Regions from separate parts of the Mus musculus genome. Here region 1 is linked to region 2. A link is a contact called in public HiChIP or PLAC-seq data. All regions are on one chromosome and are shown on one strand. Each heading gives the region's core, a stretch centred on a gene start, on an enhancer-like site or on the middle of the called end of the contact. The rest is flanking DNA. Distances are from core to core; before and after follow the strand shown. Region 1 has its middle 24 kb from the start of Gm38579. Region 2 has its middle 23 kb from the start of Gm39336.

Region 1 (2,700 bases), core at 157-2,656, 92 kb after region 2:
TACTCTCATCAACCAGACAAGGCATCACTTGGCCATTGGTATCTTCCCAGTCTCCAGTCATCTTTATTTCCTTCTTTCTACATCTCTCTCTTTTTTTGGTTTTTTTGTTTGGTTGGTTTTTGTTTTTTAGTTTTTGGTTTTTGTTTTTTGTTTGTTTGTTTGTTTGTTTGTTTTGAGACAGGGTTTTTCTGTGTAGCCCTGACTGTCCTGGAACTTACTTTGTAGACCAGGCTGGCCTTGAACTCAGAAATCTGCCTGCCTCTGCTTCCCAAGTGCTGGGATTAAAGGCATGCACCACCACTGACCAGCTCTACATCTCTTAAGTAAAAATTGAAGGACGAGGAGGAGAAGGAGGAGGAGAAAAGGAGAAGAAGAAAGAGGAAGAAGGAAGAAGGAAGAAGAAAGAGGAAGAAGAAGAAGAAGAAGAAGAAGAAGAAGAAGAAGAAGAAGAAGAAGAAGAAGAAGAAAAGGAGGAGGAGGAGGGGGAGGAGGAGGGGAGGAGAAGGAGGAGAAGAAGGAAAAGGAGAAGGAGAAGAAGAAGAAGAAGAAGAAGAAGAGGAAGAGGAGGAGGAGGAGGAGGGGGGGAGGGGGAGGGGGAGGGGAGGAGAAGGAGGAGAAGGAGGAGAAGGAGAAGAAGGAGAAGAAGAAGAAGAAGAAGAAGAAGAAGAAGAAGAAGAAGAAGAAGAAGAAGAAGAGGAGGAGGAGGAGGAGGAGGAGAAGGAGAAGGAGAAGGAGAAGGAGAAGGAGAAGGAGAAGGAGAAGGAGAAGGAGAAGGAGAAGGAGAAGGAGAAGGAGAAGGAGAAGGAGAAGGAGAAGGAGAAGGAAAGAAGAAGAAGAAGAAGAAGAAGAAGAAGAAGAAGAAGAAGAAGAAGAAGAAGAAGAAGAAGAAGAAGAAGAAAAGTGTCTAGGAGATCCCATTCCCAGAAAGGACAGACACAGAGAGCTGCTGTGTTACCTGGGTCTAAATTTCAAATGGAAGCTGGCACCCTCGGGGGAAATTCGAAGAGTGAGAGCCACACCAGAAGGAATACTTCAAGAGCCAAAGCTTTCCCTTTCACTTAAATCCAAATAATCCTCTTGCAATTCTTCAGTGCTAGAAATCCCATGGCTACCTCACATGGACTGCCACACTCTCACTTTGGACTATTAGTCATATTCTTAAGCATATTCTCTAATCTTTGGCCAAGCAAATGGGTGTGTGGAATAAAGACTGTATTTTCCAATATGCCTGCTAGTAGGTATGGAAAATAGGACAAGTCAAAAGAAAAGAAAGGGCTGGTGAGATAACCCAGTGGCTAAATGTTGGAAGGCCCTGCTATTAAGGTTGCAGTCTACCGAGTTCTGATAAGGTCCCTGAGCTTGGTGCAAAATGGAGAACTTTTTTTTTTTTTCAGCAGGGCTTCCTCTTCTCTGCCCAATCTTATCTGGAGATCATCTCTTAGCACAGATGCCTGACCTTATCTGGAGGAAGGCCCTGTGCAGAGCTTCCTGCAGGTGCTGCATGATTCAGCACTTAAGTCCCACTCAGCACTTCCTGCCAAAATGATAATTAGGTACTGAGCTATGACCGATCAGTCCTTCCCACCTGTAACTCCCAAAGAACCTGTGAGGACAGTCACGTAGTCTATGGCCAGATAACAGGTCCAATTGTCTCTCTCTCCTGCTAAGAGCCTCCCCAGCAGGTTCTTGGAATTCCTCTTCATGGAAATGAAGCATTCCCAGGCCTTTACTGTAGGCAATAATATAACATCCACCGTGAAAGTCCCTACCCACTCTCCAAGATCTATACAGCCCTTGTTTGTCCCAAATGAAGTTAAGCTGTCTTGCTGAAGCTGATCTGAAGTCAGTAAGTCAATGCTCAGGGATGAGGGCCAACAGTCCCCAAGGAGAAAGGGGGCCACAGGTAAAGGCACTTGCAGAATTCCTGAGTTCAGTCTCATGGGACTTGGGACCACATATCACTGGGCAAGTGTCACTGGATCCCTGCTTCAACTGATCAGAAGACTTTCGAGCTGTATGTGGGAGCACAAAAGCACAGCTATTTTAAGAATCTTAATACCAGCACTTGGGAATCCGAGACAGATGGGTCTCAGTGAGTTAGAGGCCACCCTGGTCTACAAAGTGAGTTTCAGGACAGCTAGGGCTACACAGAGAAACCCTGTCTCAAAAGGCGAGTGGGGTTGACTTTCGTTCCCATCTTTTAAAAGCAAAATCTCATTGCTGAAAGGACAAAACCATAGTTTTGGAAAACACACTAACAGTTGCTAGGAGTTCAGGGACTTGGGTAGAACTATGAAGGGGCAATGTGAGAGAATTTGTAAAGCTAAAGAAATGGTTCTGTTCCAACTCAATTCTTTAACGAATTAGAAAGAGCAATCTGCAAATTCATCTGGAATAACAAAAAACCTAGGATAGCAAAAACTCTTCTCAAGGATAAAAGAATCTCTGGTGGAATCACCATGCCCGACCTAAAGCTGTACTACAGAGCAATTGTGATAAAAACTGCATGGTACTGGTACAGCAACAGACAAGTAGACCAATGGAATAGAATTGAAAACACAGAATTGAACCCACACACCTATGGTCACTTGATCTTCGACAAGGGAGCTAAAACCATCCAGTGGAAAAAAGACAGCATTTTCAACAAATGGTGCTGGCACAACTGGCGGTTATCATGTAGAAGAATGCGAATTGATCCAT
Region 2 (2,717 bases), core at 18-2,517:
TACCATATGCCCTGGTTACCCTTAACTAACAACTTGACACAGCTTAGAGTCATCCAAGAGAGAAGCCTCAACTAAGCAATTTCCTAGATCAAGTTGGCATGTATCAATGTCTAAGGAGGATTGTCTCAACTATTAGTTGATGTAGAAGGGACCAGCCCACTGTAGGCAGTGTCCTTCCTTAGGAAGGAGGTCCTGGGCTAGTAAAATAAAAAAATTAAAAAGTAAAATAATAATAATAATAATAATAATAATAATAATAATAATAATAATAATAATAAAGAGCTAGGTAAGCATGGCCTATTGAGCAAGCAGTGTTCCTCCATGGTATCTGCTTCAGATCCTAGCCCAACTTCCTGCCCTGACTTCCTTCAGTGATTAATTGTGACCTGAGAGTGTAGGCCAAATATAAACCCTTTCCTCCTTGAATTGTTTTTGGTCAGGGTAAAACACCGAATGAAACTAGGACATCATAGTCAAAAGTATGATTTTATTTGTTATTTTATCATCAATAGAGATGGACATTTCCATTTGGGCAATAACAATATCTAATAAGTTAATTCAATACTCCTGCTAGAAACCACCAAAAATACCAGAAAGATGGCTGTTGACTCTTTCTTTAAATCCAAGAAGGCCAGACAACATACTAAGAAATTACCACACTAAAGTATAATTGAGAATGAATTTCCCTGGCCAGGGAAATTGAGCAAAAAGCAGTGTTTGTCCTGAGGGCATGTCTCTACTAACCCGAGCTCCAGTTTAGATCCAGTTCAGTGACTGAACTGGGTGGAAGGAGCAGGAAGTATTTCAATTCACACGGATACTTCTTGTATGAAATAGCCTCTTCCAGATAAGAGTGAGCTCAGAAAAAACCCTTCCTCCCCACCTCATTCTTACCACAAGCACCCTGAGACACCAATAGGAGAGCTATTAGTCAGAACCACGGGGAGAAGATGAAACTAAAAACACGCCTGAGAAACTGTAAGCACACAAACCGCCATCAAATAGATTTGTAGCTTTGTGAGGGACAAAAAAAAAAGGAAAGAAAAAAAGTCCTCAGGACATGGATTTAAATTACTGTTTCTAGACCAGGAATTCCCTAAGGCATGCAATCGAACTAAACATGAGCCTTCTTTGAACAGCACACCTGCACAATGCCTCAAAGAATCTCTAAACATAATTTATTAGAGTACTACCACCCATATACTCAACAACAGGAAACCAGAGAGGCTGCTAACAGGCAGAAACTGATTCACAAACCTCAGATGCACTCAGTTGTTAGACTTCATTTTTTAAAAAATATTCAGTGATATAGGGCTCTGTGGTTAAGAGCTCTTCCAGAGCGTTCCAGATCCAACACACAACACCCACACGGTGATTCACCGCCACCTGTAACTCTAGTTCCAGGAGATCCATTGCCCCCTTCTGTCCTCCCTGGGCACCAATCACACATGTATACATGCAGGAAAATAGTCACACACACACAAAATAAAAATAAATATTTTCTTTTAAAAAAAAATCAATGATGAGGCTCAATGGAGAACACCTGCCTAGCATGTCCAAAGCTCTGGTTTCCATCAACACACATAAAAAGTTCAGCTGCCCTTATTGTATTGTATAAAAATGACCTTTTAAAAGAATATGTGCATTAAATCTCTACAACAAAATTATAAACTATTCCAGTTATAAAATATTTCAGCACCCTCTTTTGGTAACAATGCCTGGAAACATCTTGAAATAAACAACAGTGGATGGTTCTAGCCACTGACAAGCTGAGCTACGGGGGACAAGTGAGAGAAGACATGGGTTAGAAAGTAAGCCCTTATGGTTTGTATGTGCTTGGCCTAAGGAGTGTCACTATTAGAAGGTGTGGCCCTGGAGTAGGTGTGTCACTGTGGGTGTGGGCTTTAAGACTCATCTGAGCTGCCTGGAAGCCAGTCTTCTCATAACAGCCTTCAGATGAAGATGTAGAACTCTCAGCTCCTCCTGCACCATGCCTGCCTGGTTGCTGCCATGTTCCCACCTTGATGATAATGGACTGAACCTCTGAACCTGTAAGCCAATCCCAACTAAATGTTGTCCTTATAAGAGTTGCTTTGGTCATGGTATCTGTTCATAGCAGTAAAACCCTAAAACAGTAGTGCAGCATTTCAAAGGCAGTGCAGTGTTTCACACAGAGAAGAGGGAGAAAATCAGGAATTGTCAATATTTGAAATGATAGTGGTGGAATGTTGGTGAAAGTCACCAACAGACACATTTAAGAGTCCAAACTTCCCCAATAATAATGAAAAGCATGCATGCATATCCATCCCTGTGATACATAAACTAAAGAAGAGGGAAGAAAGCTACCTGACCACCAACTTCTTAGCTATAATGGTACCCAGGCCAAAAGGGAATAGCCAATGTATTGAAAACAAACAACTGCCAATCAAGAATTCAACTTCTGGCTGGGCAATGGTGGTGCACGCCTTTAATCCCAGCACTTGGGAGGCAGAGGCAGGTGGATTTCTGAGTTAGAGGCCAGCCTGGTTTACAAAGTGAGTTCCAGGACAGCCAGGGCTATACAGAGAAACCCTGTCTCAAAAAAAAAAAAAAAAAAAAAATCAACTTCTGGAAAAAAGAAAAAAAAAATACAAACTTCTTTCAAAAAAAAAAAAAAACCTGCAGCTTTCGCGGGTTCTGTTGCCTGCCTGTGGATCCTGTTCCCCTAACTGGACTGT

Evidence for each region. HiChIP or PLAC-seq counts read pairs in DNA pulled down with a chosen protein or histone mark.
Region 1: a contact with region 2 is called in a BATF HiChIP or PLAC-seq map of CD8 T cells, with 8 read pairs. The contact joins two enhancer-like sites. A contact is called at or near these places in 3 of 15 datasets of contacts at CTCF or cohesin (CD8 T cells and embryonic stem cells), 44 of 484 Hi-C or Micro-C datasets (CD8 T cells, the CH12 cell line, ECoMG myeloid progenitors and 22 more) and 7 of 115 datasets of contacts at active chromatin or transcription factors (CD8 T cells, DN3 thymocytes, the HPC-7 cell line and 4 more).

The regions. Positions count from the first base shown.
Region 1 is chr9:50,415,420-50,418,119 of GRCm38.p6, forward strand. No RefSeq gene overlaps it. Among named protein-coding and RNA genes, the nearest start is that of Gm38579, 24 kb to the left of the region's middle. Within about 2 kb of position 1,407, at least 42 of the 459 cell types and tissues checked have an H3K27ac peak or open chromatin away from gene starts, as enhancers often do. A contact at or near this core is called in CD8 T cells, the HPC-7 cell line, Th1 cells and 2 more, where this site is marked.
Region 2 is chr9:50,323,649-50,326,365 of GRCm38.p6, forward strand. No RefSeq gene overlaps it. Among named protein-coding and RNA genes, the nearest start is that of Gm39336, 23 kb to the left of the region's middle. Within about 2 kb of position 1,268, at least 28 of the 459 cell types and tissues checked have an H3K27ac peak or open chromatin away from gene starts, as enhancers often do. A contact at or near this core is called in CD8 T cells, the HPC-7 cell line, Th1 cells and 2 more, where this site is marked.